Regions from separate parts of the Sus scrofa genome. Here all the other regions are linked to region 3. The links are chromatin contacts, called in public promoter capture Hi-C maps. All regions are on one chromosome and are shown on one strand. The core of a region is the stretch at or near the end of the contact, and the rest is flanking DNA. Distances in the headings are between cores, read along the strand shown. Region 1 overlaps CUX1 (protein CASP). Region 2 overlaps CUX1 (protein CASP). Region 3 holds the start of CUX1 (protein CASP).

Region 1 (2,811 bases), core at 37-2,536, 110 kb before region 3:
GGAGGCGCAGAGGAGGAAAACCCTGCGGGTGGGGCCGGGAGGCTCCAAACATGCCTCCAAGACAGGGGACACCCGAGCTGAGTCATGAGGGACCAGAAGTTAGGGAAGAGGCGGGAGGCAGCAAGAGAAGGGACCTGCTCCAGACGGAAGGATTCCTGTGCAAACGCATGGGCTTGGAGAAAGGGTGCTGTGGCCCAGGCCCGACAGGGAGCTCACCTGGACCACAGAACTGCTAGTGAGGGAGAGATCCTGGCCAGAGACCAGCTCTCGAAGGGCCTTCCATCCCTGCTAATGTTGGCTTTGCTCCTGAACCGTGTTTGTGCTTCTGGAGCAGGGCCGGCCGGGGGGGTGGGGGGCTCTCACATGCTAGCTGGTGGGGAGGGCTGGTTAGGATGCAGACTGCAGCCCCTCGCCCTGCCTCGAGTTCCCAGTCCATCAGGTCTGGAGTGGGCCCAGGTGGTGTGATGTTGCTGGTCCTAAGAGCAGGGCTCAGCGCACCCAATCCGGCCTGTTTTACGTTTCTACATAAAATATTACTGGAGCGTGTCCATCACTGAGGTATTAGCTATAGTGACTTTACAGCAGAGCTGAAACCACAAAGCCTAAAGTATTTTACCATCTGGCTCTTATTTTTATTTATTTATTTTTGCTTTTTAGGGCCGCACCCGTGGCACATTGGAAGTTCCCAGGCTACAAGGTCGAATCGGAGTTACAGCTGTCAGCCTACACGGCAGCTCATGGCAATGCTGGGTCCTTGACCCACTGAGCGAGGCCGGGGATCAAACCCGAATCCTCACAGATACTAGCTGGATTCATTTCCACTGCGCCACAGCGGGAACTGCCTATCTGGCTCTTTACATGCAACTTTGCCGACCCCTGCCGGAGGATGTTCCTAGGGGATTCGAAAAAATAACAGCTTTGCGGTCAGTCCATGTTGGATGGTATTAGATTAATCAATGCCCAGCAGGGTTCTTTTCTGCAGGACTTTCCAGAGCCTTTAATACCATATTTTTCTGGGACTGGCGTTCCCAGCAACGCAACGTGAGTCTGTGAGATGCCGCTAGAGGATTTTAACGGACGACGTGTTAAACTGGGGTTTAACCCACAGCCGTGTCTCCTAGGAAAAGCACCCCAAGGGCAGACAGCCTGGAGGGGAACGATCAGGGGACCAGCTGGATGGCTACCATGGCAACTGCACAGGATGTGACAAGAATGTGCACTAGGGCAGGGGTCAGCACGCTTCTTCTGGAAAGGGCCAGACGGTAAATATTTCTGGCTTTGCAGGCCATGCCGTCCCTGTTGCAACTACTCAACTCTGCCCTGGCAGCACAAGAGCAGCCAGAGACCGGAGACAAACATGCGAGTATGGCCATGTGCCAATAAAACTTTATTTACAGAGGCTCGCGTGGGACGAGGGCGGGCGAGGAAGGCTGCACAGCCCCCACACTTGAAAATGGTGAAAAGGGTGAGTTTGATGTGAAGTTATCTTTTACTACAACAAACAAACGTTATGGGCACTGAAGTCTGAAGTTCTGATTGCTCACGTATCGCAACATCCTCTAGTTTCTTTTAACCATTACAAAGGGATGACGCGGTTCCGACGGACGGGCTGGCGGGCACCGCTCCCTGCGTCAGAGCAGACATGCGTTTTACATATAAGAGATGTTCAGTGTAAAGCATTTTAGAAAATGCTCAACCACTCACTGTCGTTATGATACCATGCGTGCCTGGCCAAAAGAGGAGGCAGAGATGTGACAGCCGGTCAGGGGCGGACGAGACGGAGCCGGGGTTGGAACCTGCCCTCCTGTCCCTGGGCCCTTGCTCCCCAGCTTCCCCAGCAGGGTCTGGAAATCTCGGAAGCAGGCAGGTGGGGTCCAGGCGCCCAGCCAGCAGGTGAAAGGGAAGGTCTGGGGCCCCAGTGAGAAGCCAGGTCCTGATGGCCTTGCTCGGGGGACACCAGCACCCCCGGACAGGTCTGTCCCTCGGCTGCCAGCCACTGAGGGTCCTCGGTCTCTCCCTGCCTGCCTTTCCTTTCAGAAGCCCCTCCCCTCGGGGACTGTGCCCTGCAGGCCCCTGCCCAGTGGAAGAAGAAACCAGCCGGCCTGACCCAAAGTAAACTGGTATGATGCAACCCAGGCGGGGCTTGCGGGGTGAGCAGGGATCAAGGCCTCTCAGAGCATCTCTGCGGAAGGATGCGCCAGAGTTCCAAAGCTCCAACCGGCGGGCCACTGGTCGTTTCATAAACTGCAATGAAAGCACCACTTGGATGTCACTGAAATGTCAAGAGGCCACAAACATTTCCAAACGCCTGCTCTGAAGCTCTGTGCTTATCTACTGCAGGCCAGGAACGGCTGGGCCACTGGTCCTCCGGCCGCACCCTGACACCCTTGCTGAAAAGGGCAAAACGTACCACCCCGTCAGGCCAGCAAGCCTGATCCCCCGGGCACAAGCCTCCCTGGGATGCTGGGGACCTCGCTGTGCCACCACACAGACTGGAGGTCAGAGAGGGAACCCGGGCCTGCCCGTCTGGGGCACAGACCAGACCCTCGGTGGCTGGGCTGGCACGGCGCAGCTCGGACGAGCTGGCTGGCAGAGCAACCAGAGCACCAGCCCCAAGGGACCCCAGGGAGACAGAGGGGCTGGGCCGTGCCTCTGCTCTCATAAAGAGATCGGACCAACCTAAACTTGGAAAACCTACCGACCTGGCAACCCTCGGAGGCCAGTGCCTTATCTTCAAGGCTCACCTTAATTACACAATCCTGCGCGGTTCGTTCTCCGGGAAGCGGATCCCTAAGGCCAACCCGGGGCACA
Region 2 (2,786 bases), core at 45-2,544, 87 kb before region 3:
GTTCACGACTGTTTGTGAATATGCATGCACATCGCTGAGAGTGCGAAAAGCACACGGCGATGAAACCTCAGTGTTAGGATGGGTTTACATCTGAGGAAGAAACGAGGGGGAGGCATGGAGGTGGGATCTTAGCTGCCTTGTTTGAAAAAAATAGGCATCAGGGAGTTCCCATTGCGGCACAGCGGAAATAGAATCTCACTAGGAACCATGAGGTTGTGGGTTCGATCCCTGCCCTTGCTCAGTGGGTTAGGATCCGGCGTTGCCGTGAGCTGTGGTGTAGGTTGCAGACTCAGCTTGGATCCTATGTTGCTGTGGCTATGGCATAGGCTGGCGGCTGTAGCTCCAATTGGACCCCTAGGCTGGGAACCTCCATATGCCATGGGTATGGCCCTAAAAAGCAAAAAAAAAAAAAAAAAAAAAAAAAGGAGGCATCAGAAGCAAATGGACAAAACGTTAATATCTTTCCGGTCTGTCAGGAAGGGCACTGAAACGAGTGCTTTGTTTTTACGCTTTTTTGGTGTGCTGGAACTATTTCACATGAAACAAATAAGCCCAGTTACATGGCTTTGCATATAAAAGGACTAGATCATGCAGGTAAAATCCTACATGGGGCCTGTGAGTGGGGCCCTGGGGAGGCAAAGGCTGCCCTGCTGGCCGCTCCTTCAGATGTTCTTGGAAGACACACGAGTCAGGGTCTGTTTGACTCAAAATATCTGTAGGGTTAAAATGTGTCCAGTATCTTATAAATGCAGCCTTCCTGTGGCGCAAGGTTGAAGGTGGAGAGGGAAGTGTCAGGAGCTGAGGTCGTCCCCGCCTCCAAAGCTGGGGGGATCCCCAGGAAGAGCCCAACTGTCGCCAAGAGTCCAATCTCAGGACACCTGACTGTGGACACTCTTGGCAGCAGGCAGTCGCCGAGTGGACGCATCAGTACGGGGTTAAGTGGGGGCCCCAACTGGACCTCAGACCTAAAACAGCGACCTTTCAAATGTGAAGTAGGGGACCGCCAGGACGGGGGCCTGCAGCTGGAAGCTGCCCTAGGATGCAAGTGACAGGGAAGTCTGGCTGCCTGGGGAGGGGGGAGGTAGGAGAGACGGCTCGGCTCCGGGGACCCATCCCACAGGCACGGGGGCTCTGGGTGCCTGGACCGCAGCTGTGGGAGTTTAGGAAGGGCGCCCCAAGGGCCTGGACCCCCACCCCCAACCAGCTTCTCCACTTCTGAGCTGTGGACACCCCCACCTCCTGTGCCTGAGAACTTCCTCCTCCTGGAAAGGGCTCCGGGTCCCTCTCTTTGAAATGGAGAGAAACACTGCCGATTTCACAGGGATCCTGCGAGTGCTGACTCGGCCAATTCGGTTGGAGTCTTCAGAACCGTGTTCAGCATGCAGTAAACGCTCAGGAAGTGTCCGCTGCCGTCATGAGCTTCCCCTGCTGGGTCCCTGCACCAGCAGAGCCCTGCACAGGGAGCTGCCCTGGTCCACACCAACCGCACACGGTGGGATCGCCGGGCCTATGTGCCACGTGTAGAATGAATTCCAAACAGAAAAGCCCCCAGAGGAAAAGCTAAGTGAGGCCCCCAACAAGAAGAAAGGGCGGCAGAGCCGTCTTGGGCCCCCGGAGAGGACCAATAGGCATGAGCCAGAGGGCGAGGGAGCCGACCGGGCTCTAGGACCCTCGGTTCTTGGCCACGCAGCATGACCATCAAGCTAGAGAGGGGACCTGGCCTGCTGAGACCTCAAATCCAGTCCCTGGCAGAACCAGCGTCAGGACTCACGTGTCCTGATGCCCAATAAAACAGTCCTGTACCTGCATCAATGATGCCTCGGTGTCTTCCCGCTAAAACAACACTGGACCACAGACAAAACGGTCACACGCTGCACCGCGGGCGTGTCATGTTCCCTATGGATTCCTTTTTCTGCAACTCGCGTTTTCAAACCAAAGCCCAGAGCCAACAAGAGTCAATAACACATGTTCGCTGATGAGCCCTGACCGTTCTCAACTGGAGCCCCCTGGGCAAAGGAAGAAAAACCTCGGACAGACCTCAGGGGGCAGAGGGACTTGTCTGATCGTCGCTTTCTTGACTGACAACATCTCAAAACGGAAGGGGAGGTTTTCCTGTGCTTTGGGTTTTAATAATTTCCACATGGGAACCAGCGTGTTCAAGCAAATGCCGCATTTTAGCCTATCCGCGCCTCCCTGGGTGCGACAACACCCTTTAAATGAAGATCTCATAGCGATGCTTTTTATATGATAGGTCAGATACTTAATTTTTTTTTTTTTTTGGTTGTTTTCACAACCAAATGGAAAGAGAAATCACTTTGATGGAAGAGAAATCACGTACAATGAACTCACGACAGCTCCACCTTTGGAAGCTAAGAGGAGACGGTCTGGCCCAGCGGCGATGCCCAGGAGTCTGCCTGCCCGGTAGGCAGGCGGCTTGCACCCCCTTCCCCGGGCGACTGCGAGGGGCTGGGACTGCGATGCACTTAGCGTAACACGTGGCCCTTAGCACCTGATAAATATTAATAAATAATGGTTCACCACACTCGCGACCCCACTTGCTGGCTTTCACGTCGAGCCGCGGCCCCGAACAGGCTGCCCCCCACAAGGATGTTTCCTCGGAGGCTGTGAGCTCCTCTCTACACCCAAGTTACCACCGTGTCCTGCGGAGAAGGACACTCTCCGTTCAAAGGGCACCTCCGCCGAGGTCGTTACCACAAAGACCAGCTCGGGGCTACTCCCAAAGGACAGCTTCCCAAGAGAGGGCCTAGCAGCGAATATTTCCGCTC
Region 3 (2,717 bases), core at 213-2,712:
GGAGGAGACGATCGGAGAGACGGGGGTGGGTCACTGGGGGCCGCGGGAGCCCCCGGGCGCGAGGCGAGGACCACCCGGAGAGGCGGCGGGGAGCAAGCGCCCCCGGCCCAGATAGACTGCGCGCCGGGGCGCAGAGCCGGGCCTCCACTCGGGGAAAGTTGTAGCCCTCCTCTGGCACACGCACCCCCGCCCGCGGGGCGCCCCGACCCCCAGGATCCACGCGCGGGGCGCCGGCCGCCCCCCGCAAGTTTCCCCAAAGCACCCCTACCCGGGCACCCGGCCCCGGAGGGCCGGTCCGCGCCGCTCCTGCAGGCACACAAAAGATAGGGGCTGCTGCGGGGTCTGCGGGTGGCCCCGGGGCGCCCGCCCGGACGTAAACAAACCCCGGGCTCCGCGCTGGGAGCCCCACGCCGCACGCGGGAGCGGCGGCGCAGTCCCGGCCGGCTGACAGCCGGGGGCGGCGGCCCGGGCCCGGGCCGGCCGGGGCCGGGGAGCGCGGACGCCCGCCCGCCCGGCCACCCGCCCGCCTGGCCGGAGCCGGGCCGCGCCGCCGCCGCCGCCGCCGCCGGTGGCCGCTCTGACCCTCCCCCGAGCCGGCGGCACCACAGCGCCACCAGCCCCAGCTCCGCCGCGCCGGCGGCAGTGGCGGCGGCGGCTCCTCCTGGAGAGGCAGGCGCTTCACCCCCACAGCAACTCCCCACAAACTTTCCCGGGGAATACGGCGGGCCGGGGGCGCGGGGCGCGCGGCCGGGCGCCGCCGCCGGGCCGCAGCCCCCTCCCGGCGCAGCGCCCGCCGCCGCCGCCGCCCGCCGCAGCCCGCTCCCCGCTCGCGCGCGCACCCCGCGGGCCGCCGGGGCCGCCCCCTCCCCGGTCCCGCGGCGGCGGCGGCGGCGGTGGCGGCGGCGGCGCAGGGCCGGGGGGGCGCCCGGGGTGGGGGCCGACACCGGGGGCAGCGGTGGCGGCGGCGGCTCCCGGCGCCATCTTGGGCTGATCGATGAATTGAACAAAGAGGATCAATTTCCGATCAAGCGAGTTATCAATGGGGGCCGGGGAGCGAGAGGGACTTGTCCCCGACTCGGCCCCGCTTTCCCCGGCACCCCCCTCCTCCCCGCCGCCGCGGCCCCCCGGCGGCCGGGCAGCCCGGGGCCCCGGGGGAGGCCGCGACCGCCCGCAGCCCCCACCCCCGGGCGAGAGGCCGAGCGAGGAGAAGCCTGACCTGCAGCTGCTGTAAATCAAAGCGCTTCCAATATTGAAACATCGATCCCACATTGGCCGCCATCTTGAGACATATTGAGACGGAGTGAGAGGCTGATAGAGAGGGGGCTGGAGTTCAGGAGCCGCCAGGAGGCAGCAGGCGGGCGGCGCCAAAACCCGGCCTGGAGCCGGCCGCCGCCGCCGCCACGGAGGACGCGGACTCCTCCTCACGGCGCCGCCGCAGCCATGGCGAGCCCGAGCCGGAGCCGGAGTCGGAGCCCGAGGGCGCGGCGGCCGCCGCCGGGCCTCCCGCGCGCGGCCCCTGCCCGCTCCCGCCGGCGCCCGCCGCCAGGCCCGCGACCCCCGCCCCTCCGAGCCCCCCGGCCCGCGCGGGCGGCGGCTGCCGGCCCGGCCCCGAGGGGGCGCTGGAGGGCGGCGGGAGGGGCGCCCCGGGCCCCCGCGGGAGGCCCCGGGCCCGGCTCACCTGGGGCGGTTTTCGGGCGCCCGGGGGTCGCGGTCGCCGGCGGCCCTCGGCTGGGAGCGGGCGGCCGTTGGCTGCGGGCGCCGGCGCCGCGCCGCTTTCGCCCGCTCTTCCGCGGGGCACGGAGCGCGCGGAGCCGCCGCGACCACCTGCCCGAGCCCAGACCCCGCACAGACCCGGCCCACCGCTGCGGCGCGGGTGCGAGGCGCGCTGGCCGGCCGCTGCCGCCCACCCTCTCCCCGAGCCCCAGCCGGACTCAGAGACCGAGCCAGCCTGGAACGGCCTTTCATGTTGGGGGCACTGGAGCCGGGGGAACGCAGCCCTGACCCCCGTGTCGCTGCACACGTTAATTTTCCGCACAGTGGCCGCGCGGTCCCCGCGCCGCGCCGCACCGCACCCCCGGCGGCCAGGGGGTCTGAATGGCCCCTATCTGCTCGATTTGCGCCAGCTTAGGACAGGACAGGAAAAGTCCTGGAGCCCAGTTCTGTATCCCCCCCGCACCGCTTCAGCGGAACAGCCCTAGAAACTTCCTGTAGTTCACACACAGCGATTTGGGTGCCCAACTTGGAAAGTGTGGGTACGCTTATAACAAAAAGCACGGTCCCTAGTTTGCAGAAATACTAAAATACAAACCCCAAAGTCAATTCTCTTTTGAGATCTTTCTTCGCAGAAACCTGGCAAAAAGCACACACTTTATGATCTCATTTTTAATTGATTATACACACGTGTGAGTTTGAGTTTGCAGTAGGAATAGCGTACTTTTATCCTCCCGAACTTCATTTACCGTGTAATTAGTTAAAACAAATCCCCAAATTCCTTAATCTTAAAAATTATATGTCAATAAAAGCTGTATGGAATACAAAATAAAACATGTTCGTGGGGGTATACAATTGCTTTTCAACTGAGTTGGAGGATTTAACGCCGATCGTTGTAAATTCAGCATTTCTGACTGAAGGGACTAGAAATGAAAGTCCCGAAGAATTGGAGAACACATGTGCCCCTAGGTCTCACACTGGCGACCAGGCGCTTCGGTTTCGACAAC

What was found. Promoter capture Hi-C pulls out the DNA fragments that hold promoters and counts their contacts.
Region 1: a promoter capture Hi-C map of liver shows a contact between it and region 3, with 3 times the contacts expected there. The contact joins the enhancer-like site here to the promoter of CUX1 in region 3. A contact is called at or near these places in 1 of 5 promoter capture datasets (liver), 4 of 47 Hi-C or Micro-C datasets (embryonic fibroblasts, fetal liver, liver and 1 more) and 2 of 2 datasets of contacts at active chromatin or transcription factors (alveolar macrophages and skeletal muscle).
Region 2: a promoter capture Hi-C map of liver shows a contact between it and region 3, with 4 times the contacts expected there. The contact joins the enhancer-like site here to the promoter of CUX1 in region 3. A contact is called at or near these places in 3 of 5 promoter capture datasets (fetal liver, fetal skeletal muscle and liver), 5 of 47 Hi-C or Micro-C datasets (embryonic fibroblasts, fetal liver, heart right ventricle and 2 more) and 2 of 2 datasets of contacts at active chromatin or transcription factors (alveolar macrophages and skeletal muscle).

The regions. Positions count from the first base shown.
Region 1 is chr3:9,420,861-9,423,671 of Sscrofa11.1, reverse strand. The region is part of intron 2 of CUX1 (protein CASP); the gene reads right to left. Among named protein-coding and RNA genes, the nearest start is that of CUX1, 110 kb to the right of the region's middle. Within about 2 kb of position 1,286, at least 15 of the 83 cell types and tissues checked have an H3K27ac peak or open chromatin away from gene starts, as enhancers often do. A contact at or near this core is called in alveolar macrophages, fetal liver and liver, where this site is marked.
Region 2 is chr3:9,402,784-9,405,569 of Sscrofa11.1, reverse strand. All of the region lies in intron 2 of CUX1 (protein CASP), which reads right to left. Among named protein-coding and RNA genes, the nearest start is that of CUX1, 87 kb to the right of the region's middle. Within about 2 kb of position 1,294, at least 2 of the 83 cell types and tissues checked have an H3K27ac peak or open chromatin away from gene starts, as enhancers often do. A contact at or near this core is called in liver, where this site is marked.
Region 3 is chr3:9,315,890-9,318,606 of Sscrofa11.1, reverse strand. CUX1 (protein CASP) reads right to left here and starts at 1,462. Exons shown (of 23, transcript XM_021086269.1): 1 at 1,217-1,462. The coding sequence starts at 1,279.